Linked DNA regions of Ovis aries: region 1 is linked to region 2. A link is a contact called in public Hi-C data. All regions are on one chromosome and are shown on one strand. The core of a region is the stretch at or near the end of the contact, and the rest is flanking DNA. Distances in the headings are between cores, read along the strand shown.

The links. A called contact is a pair of places that touch in the nucleus more often than the background predicts.
Region 1: a contact with region 2 is called in a Hi-C map of skin fibroblasts, with 4 times the contacts expected there. The contact joins the promoter of LOC101123603 here to the promoter of CAVIN4 in region 2. A contact is called at or near these places in 2 of 16 Hi-C or Micro-C datasets (muscle and skin fibroblasts).

The regions. Positions count from the first base shown.
Region 1 is chr2:22,852,741-22,856,892 of ARS-UI_Ramb_v3.0, reverse strand. It overlaps LOC101123603 (F-box/WD repeat-containing protein 12), which reads left to right and starts at 2,113. Exons shown (of 10, transcript XM_060409009.1): 1 at 2,113-4,152. It overlaps CDK20 (cyclin dependent kinase 20), which reads left to right. Exons shown (of 8, transcript XM_012115120.5): 8 at 1,156-2,117. The coding sequence ends at 1,353.
Region 2 is chr2:22,567,661-22,571,875 of ARS-UI_Ramb_v3.0, reverse strand. It overlaps CAVIN4 (caveolae associated protein 4), which reads left to right and starts at 2,233. Exons shown (of 2, transcript XM_004004049.5): 1 at 2,233-2,704. The coding sequence starts at 2,297. It overlaps TMEFF1 (transmembrane protein with EGF like and two follistatin like domains 1), which reads left to right. Exons shown (of 9, transcript XM_042242956.1): 9 at 667-1,784. The coding sequence ends at 751.

The DNA of each region.
Region 1 (4,152 bases), core at 864-3,363, 290 kb before region 2:
AGGCCTCTGTCACATGTACCTGTCCATCTGGCCTCACGGCAGCCTTACCTCCCTGCCCTTGGAACAAGCAGTGTGTGTTTACATACACCCACTGTGAGTTCCAATGTCAGCAATGCCTTTAGGATGTACTGAAGCCAACCGAGGCTTCCCAGGTAGTGCTAGTGATAAAGAATTTGCCTGCCAGTGCAGGAGACATTAAAAAAAAAAGATGCAGGTTCGATCCCTGGGTCAGGAAGATCCTCTGGAGAAGCGAATGGTACCTCACTCCAGTATTCTTGCCTGGGAAATCCTAAGGACAGAGGAGCCTGGCGGGCAAAGTGTTGGACGTGACTAAAGCGACTTAGCACACACACACAAAGCCAACCGATCACTTCTCAGCCCCGCGCTGCTGCCTCCAGTCTAAGCGCCTCCTGCCTCCCCGCAAGTCCCCAATTGCCTCCCAGAGTCTGCTTCTCCTCCTGCCCATTCAGTCTCTCCACCCTGCAGAGAGTGGGACCTTGTCCAGGCAGGCTGTCACATCTTCCCCTGCAGGGCTCTCTCCTCAGCCAAAAAGCCCAGGTCCTAGTGGCCCACAGGCATCACACACGTGGGGCCGTCACGTCTGTGACCCTGCAGCTCCCTTCCCCTTGCTCACTCCGTGGGACCTCAAGCCTCCTCCAGGTCCTAAGGTCTGTGTACTTCTGTCCCAGAGCCTCACTCATTCAGCTTTCAGATCTCTGCTCAAGTGCTACCTCTTGGGGCCTACCCTCCCATTCTTCAGGCCTGCAGCTGCCCTAGTTTTCCTTGTCCACGCTCTGACTTTCTCTTTCCCACAGCACCAATCATCTGATGCACTGTTTATCTTACTTTTTCTTGTTTATCCCCCCCGTGCTGTGCTGTGCTTAGTCGCTCAATCATGTCCAGCCCCTGACTATATGGAAGACTTGAAGGCAGAGCTCTTTGTTCAGTTCACTGCTACATCTCCTGTCTTTGGAGCAGTGCTGAAACAGTGAACACTCAGAGCTGTTGGGATCATCTTGAATGGAGAATGCGTGAATGAGAAAATTTCTTCCGGGGTATTCATATCCCCCGCTGCTCCCACAGAGGGAAATGAGCTGAACCTGGAAGGCTGCAGTGACCGATTTCCTTTTGCTATCTCTTTCTCACTCCCCTCAGGCCCTCCTGCACCACTACTTCTTCACAGCTCCCCTGCCTGTCCACCCCTCGGAGCTGCCGATCCCCCAGCGCCCAGGGGGACCTGCACCCAAGGCCCACCCAGGACCCCCGCACGTCCATGACTTCCACGTGGACCGGCCTCTCGAGGAGTCACTGTTGAACCCGGAGCTGATTCGGCCTTTCATCCCGGAGGGCTGAGATGCAGGGCCAGGCCCTGTTGGCTTGTCCCCCCAACTTCCTGCCCCTCCCAAGGACAACCCAAGCCACTCTCTGCTCCAGCCTGATTTCAACCACAGTGGCCCTGGTCCTGGCCAGATGATGAGGCCATCCAGCCCCAGCAGAGGGCGCCCTCAACCTGTGCTGTCGGCCTCCCACCTGTGTGCTGAAGGAAGCAGTGAGTTCCACTGCATGCCTGTCATCATCAGGGATTCCACCGGTCAGGGATTGTCCCAGTGGAACCATCTAAGGCAGCACTGAGTTTACCATGTCCTCATGTTGGAAACCCAAGTGAGAAGGAAAGTTTGGTTTGATTTTGTTCTCAGACATTAAACACTAGTTCAACTTTGAGATTTATTATAAAAACCCTGAATAGTTCTATGTGACGTACGCCCCTCTTCCATAGTTCATATAGAAAGAAGTGGCCGAGGTGGCATCATCTCTTGATCCTTGTTTCTCTCTGGTCACTTGGAAAGTGGCCCCATTCATGGCTACTTTAGTCTTGGGGGCTTCCTAGGTTCTTCATGTAACAGAGCTCCTTTTAGAGGTGAGGTGGCAGAAGGCAAGGGCCAGGGATGGCTCAAGTGGGGGACCCCGTAGTGACCCTCTACACCTTAAACTGGTTTACCAGCATCACCCTCAGGATAAGGGTGCACCTTATCCTCTTCGCTCAGAGATATCTTGCAAATAAGACAGACATTCCTGGAATTCATTTGTTAATTCAGTAAATATCAAAACAATCTGAACTTGCTTTTGTCTTTCTTATTTAATAATTTGGCAAGCCAACTCTAAAATATATATGTGGAAATGAAAAGGTTAAAAGGAGGGAGAAGCAGAAGAAAAGGAGAAAAGCAATGAAAGGATTTACCGTATCAGATACATACCAAGACATATCATAGGGCTATAGTAAATAAGACAGTGTACTGTTTGTTCATGGACAGATTAAAAACAGACAAGTGAGAGAAACTTACTAGCAGTTTTTTATTCAAAATATACATTTTGTGCTCATATGTATAAACTTCTGCAAGCACTGAGGTTACAGAGGTGACTAACTGCCACCATCACTGCCCTCTAGGCTCTTTGAGGGTAAAGCACAGTAAACTCAGTTGTTGCTTGCAAGGATGAGTTTAAGTGTCTCATGTGACTTTAAAGGTATTTTAAGGATCTGGCTTCTGCGTGTTTGTCCAGCCACATCTGAAGACTAAGTAAGCTTCAGTCTAGCTCAATTTCTGGTATCTCTCACCTCCATATAAATGTGGGTCTAGACCCAAACCCTGATCACTGATACTCAGCCAGTTCTGCTCACAAAGACTCTATAAACCTTACCCCCACCCCCGACACAGACCCTAGCCTTGACCTTGAGCCTTAAATTTAACCTGACTCTATTACCCTGACCCTGGCACATACCCTCACTCTCACCTTCACTCAGTTCTTCAGCAGCCCCTTCCCCACCCACCCCCCACCCCCGGCCACTGGCCTGGCTTTGATCTTGCATTGACTCTGACCTTCATTCCAAACTCTGACCTCATTTGACCTAAAATTTAACCTTGTCCTTGAACTTGGCTCTCATTTTTACCTTAACCATGACTATCTAATTGATATTTATCTTACTTTGTTTCTCATGTTGACCCTGGGATTGAACTCAGGTCTCCTGCATTGCAGGCAGATACTTTACTGTCTGAGCACTGTACTCAAGCTGAAACTGAAACTAGTCTGCACCCCAAACCTGATCATGACTCTGGTTCTGACATTCATCTTGCCATGGACTCACACTTGGCTGACACCACTGACACCCTAATCCCATCATGACCTTGAACTTGACCTAGACCTTAACCCTGAAATTGAACTTCAGGGTGATATAGCCCTTCATGATTATGATGACTCTGATCCTCAGCCTAATCATCACCTCCATCTTGACCTATCCTCACGTTGAAACTTAAGCCTGATTTTGACTACAAGCCAAACTCTGACACTCTGTGGTAAGAAGACTAATGTTACCCTAAAAATGCCCATGTCCTAAGCTATGAATGTGCTGTTTTACACACAGAAGGGATTTTGCAAATGTAATTAAAGGAATGAGATGTAAAGAGTGTCCTGGATTATGCAGATTGGGCCAATGTAATTGGGGGAGGGAAGGGAGAGTTGGAGGAGAACTTAATTCCTGCCAGCAGGAGTAGAAATGGAACCCCACCTTGACTTAATTGACCTTGACTTTCATAATGTCATGCTCACCCTGACACTGACATTATCCTCACATTGATCTTGACCCTGAATCCAACACTGATTCTAATTCTGAACATCAACCTCACCCTCAACTTGACCCTGAATCCTACTCAGAACTGGACATGCACTGTCAACCTGAACCCAACTTTTACTTTCATCCCCAAAATACCATCTTTCTTATCCTGACATTCATCCTCTCACTGACCCTCTGCAATGGAGGCACAACTTGATCTTGACTGTCACACTGATCTCAAACTTGAATTGGATCTTGAAACTAACCCTGGATCTAAAATTTCCTTCACACTGATCTTGTCCTTGAACCTGATTCCAATGACATGACCTTGACCTTTTTGTGATCTTAACCCTTAACCTGACAGAATTTTACCTTGAACTGGACAGTCACCCTATTTCTGATCTTCATGAATCTGTCCCTGATCTTACCCTCATCCTGACTGTGACCCTAACTGCTCTGACACTGAGCTAGATCATGATCCTCACCCTTACACTAACTCTGATCTTTGATATGGTCATGACAAGTCCAGAGTGAGGTCCGGGGTC
Region 2 (4,215 bases), core at 984-3,483:
TTTGTGCACAGTGAGAGCTGATTGCGTTTACATTCTAGTGGGTGGGCACATGGCATGACAGGCTTCAAACCACTGCAGAGAAACATGCACAGAACTGTGAGAGCCGACTGAGAAGTATCTCTTATCCCCCGGTTCTGTCCTGGGTTTTGTGGTTTGTCCCAGCAGGGTGTCGAATGACTTCTTCTGAGTTACTGTCTAAAATAACTAGGCATTTCCTGTATTTTCTGATTTGAGGGATAAGCACATTTCTTCCTGATTTCTCCTTCATCTAAGCTGTCCTTGTCATTTTGAGGGTGTTGTCATGCTCAGAGAAAGTACATAAGTAAGGATCCTTTCTGCTGTCACAAGTTTCCATGTTACCAGTCACTGCGGTTTGGCAATTGCCAGGCCAGAAGAAGGGTGGCTATTCCTCTTGGGGTTGCACATGCAGTGGGAGGCCCTGGGAGTGAGCTTCATTTGTGTTTACACCTGCATTGCATGTCTAACCCTCTTACCTCCCAGCTTTGTAGGAAAGGCGGCAGTCTGACATGATGGTCTGTCATCAAATCGCATCTCTTTCTGTTTCATGTGACCATTTGCAATGTGGCTTTATGTGTGGAATGTGTATTAACCTAGAAACATTTGAAATATCCTAAACAAAATGACATTTTCCTTTTTTCTTAACAGAAAATGCCCTAAAAATAATAGAGGACGACGACAGAAGCAAAACCTAGGTCATTTTACTTCAGATACGTCATCCAGAATGGTCTGAACTGGTGACTTTTATATGTACACTGACCATGTGATGTACATTTATTATGTCTTTTTTTAAAGAATGGAAATATTTATTTCAGAGGCCTTATTTTTGGACATTTTTAGTGTAGTACTGTTGGCTCGTATTTAGAATATTCAGCTACAACAGTTTTGGACTGTTTAGTAGTCTTTGTTTTATGTTTTTAAATACAGAAATTGATTTCACAAATTTGTACCACATGGTAATTCTAAGACTTGTTCTTTACCCATGGAATGTAATATTTTTGCAAAGATGGACCACTTCACAAAAGGTTACAAAGTCATACCCACTTCTTCCACAATGACCGCAGCAAATGACCAAGCATGAACTAAAGGTAAAGATGTTTACAGATTACTTTTCTTACAAAAAAAAAAAAATCTAGAAGACACTGTGTTTAGACATTTCAATGTTTTTGAGATTTATTAACTGATTTTTTAGACACTGCCTATCGCATGAAATATAAAGTTGTGTGTGTTAGATGTAAAATATTTATAAGATGTATGGACTGGAATTTGATCATTCCTCTCTTTGAAAAAATAATTCTGAATTAATTTTTGAAAGTATATGGTAGCAATGATGAAACGGATCACGGAAAAGTAGACTTAGATGTTGTGAAAATAGTCTGTTTAACAAGCAGATTGGAATAAAGCCGACTGTCATTTAAACTACTTTAATATACATTCATTTTTAAAGAGAGTATTTGTTTTAACATAAATAAACCAATGGTATCAGTGTTTGTGAATAAAATGCAAAAATGATTGTTAACAATTGGTGCTCTTTGTGTGAGCTTAAAAATCATCTCAGACCTCTATCCAAATTTGTTCTGTAGTGATAGCTATACTAATAGATTGTTGATGTTTAAAGATCTGAAGTGTGAGTAGAATGTGTTCAGCTGTTTAACATGTAGTTTAGGTATTCAGAAGTATGCATGTAGAATTTAAGAATATGTTCAAAATATTAATTTTAATATTTGGTTTGGAAAAGCATGTTATAATATAATGTTTTCACTATATGGCCTCTGTTTTGGTGTGTTTATTTACTGCATTCTTTGATATTGATATATCAGTACATTTAATATGTGAGATTAATGGAAAAAACAGATTTCTGTTCAAAATTCCCAGTTGCTTTTTATAAATAATGTTTGAAATTGTCTAAAGGCAAAAGGCTTCACCCATCACTTAAAGTTTGCTTGTTTAGTTATTTGGCTTCTAGGCTTAATATTAGTAACACGGTGGCTTTAGGGAACTTTTCTTTTTAAAAAGCTTCCCTCTTCTACCCACACAGTCTTATTTGAGCCCCTTAGTCAGTCAGTAAGCATGTTTGGAACAGCACCCAGTGCTTTGCGAGGGTTCATATTGCAGAACAGTCATCTATGGGTATTTGTAGTTACAAATACTTGACCAGCCTCCAGGGGTGGGGCTTCCAACCCTTTAAGCAACCCTGTTGCCCGTTATCAAGCTAACTTTTTGCCCTCAGTGCCAGAATTGATTGTGGTAAGACATCTTTCACTGAGAACTAATTAAAATGGAGCATAATGGGTCAGCTTCAAATGCTGATAAAATCCACCAGAATCGCCTGTCGAATGTGACAGAAGATGAAGACCAAGATGCCGCTCTCACCATTGTGACTGTGCTGGACAAAGTCGCTGCCATCGTGGACAGCGTGCAGGCCAGCCAGAAGAGGATAGAGGAGAGACACAGGGTGATGGAGAACGCCGTCAAGTCCGTCCAGATCGACCTGCTCAAGTTTTCACAGTCACACAGCAACATGGGCTATGTCATTAACAAGTTGTTTGAGAAAACCCGAAAGGTCAGTGCTCACATTAAAGACGTGAAGGCCCGGGTGGAGAAGCAACAAACTCATGTTAAAAAAGTTGAAGCTAAGCAAGAAGAAATAATGAAGAAAAACAAATTCCGTGTGGTCATATTCCAGGTAAGCTGTGTGTTTAACTCAATGACTGCAATCTTTTGCATCCTTTAATGGCCAGCGTGTCCTATCCGAGTTTCCAGTGTTACATGGTGACTGTTGTATACATGTGTGTGGTGGAGTTCTGTATCAGCAGGGATCTCAGGATAAAGCCATTTCTCTGTTAACTGGTGTACTATTATGTCCGTGTTTTGAGCTTCTCAACCATTCCATGTAATATGAACTGTGGATCATAGCTGAGTCTATTTCTTGCCTTTGAAACTTAATATTGGTAATCCGCTTTTGGGATATTAGCCATATTAGCATGGTGCCCTCTCATAGCCTTTGAGAAGGTTAGAACTAGAAGATAGCGAAGAAGCCTCCAGTTTAAAACACCTCTTTGTTGTATGGAAAAAAAAAAAAAAAAAAAGAAACTGAGGACCTGTAGCCCCACAGTGTGGTTCTTTCCCTTGCTATGGAGAGCCTGGAAAGCCCTAAACAATAAAAATGTAAACTTTGCAGAAATTAATTTGTCTATTGAATTTTTTGCATATAATAATGTGTAAGTCACAGTTATAAGCAAAACAGTATTTCTTGACGAACAATCAGGCAGTTCTTTTTTTTTCTTATAGTTATACAAGCATAGGAGTCACTTAAGTAATTCCTTATATTTGATTATAATGCCTCTTAGCTGATTTTATATGGTAGTTTTTATGTGGCATTGTGTATTGAGCTAGTAAGTTCCTATCTTCCTATCTTATCTGCACTTGACCCTCATGTTTTTTGAGATAGGAATGCATCCATGGCAAATGCCTAAAACCTATTGTATGTTTTAAAACTATTATAAATCAAAAGGGAAAAGCTTGAACTCTCATGGTAGAAAAATTGGAAAGTCATTATCAGTCAGTTCACAGAACACCAAATAAATGAGCAAAATTCCACTTTCACCTATTTAAATATTTATAGTTACTGAAACATATTCTGAGTTTAAGAATAGGAAATAATAAGCACTTTCATTTTCTGCTAGTAGAATATTAATTGGTACATTTCTGGAGGGTGGTTTTGGTAGTATGTGTTAAGAACCTTAAAAATTCACAAACCTTTGGCTTCAAAATTTCACATCAAAGAACTTGTTCTATGTGTAAAATCAGGAATATGTGCAGGGATGTTCACTAGTGCGTATTTGTAATGTTATCATGCTGTATTTTTTAAATGGGTGGATGCCCATATGCATACGGGAAAAGCCTAGAAGAATAAAAACAAATTGAAATAGGAACACAGTTGGATTATGTAGGCGGGTATTTGTAAGATACCAGGGATGTGGGCCATTAATGCCCCAGGGGATTCTTTACACTTTAGTCAGTTCTTTGTAGCCCACTGTTGACTGATAAGGTTACACTGGCATAGTAAGTGGTATTTAGGATTTGTTGTGAAGAGCCTGTTAGTTATTTAGGAGAAAGAATGAGAAGAGAAGGTTGCTGATTTCAGAGGTAGGCAGGTTGGACTATGCCATCTGAAGGGCTTTGCCATTTCTTCCC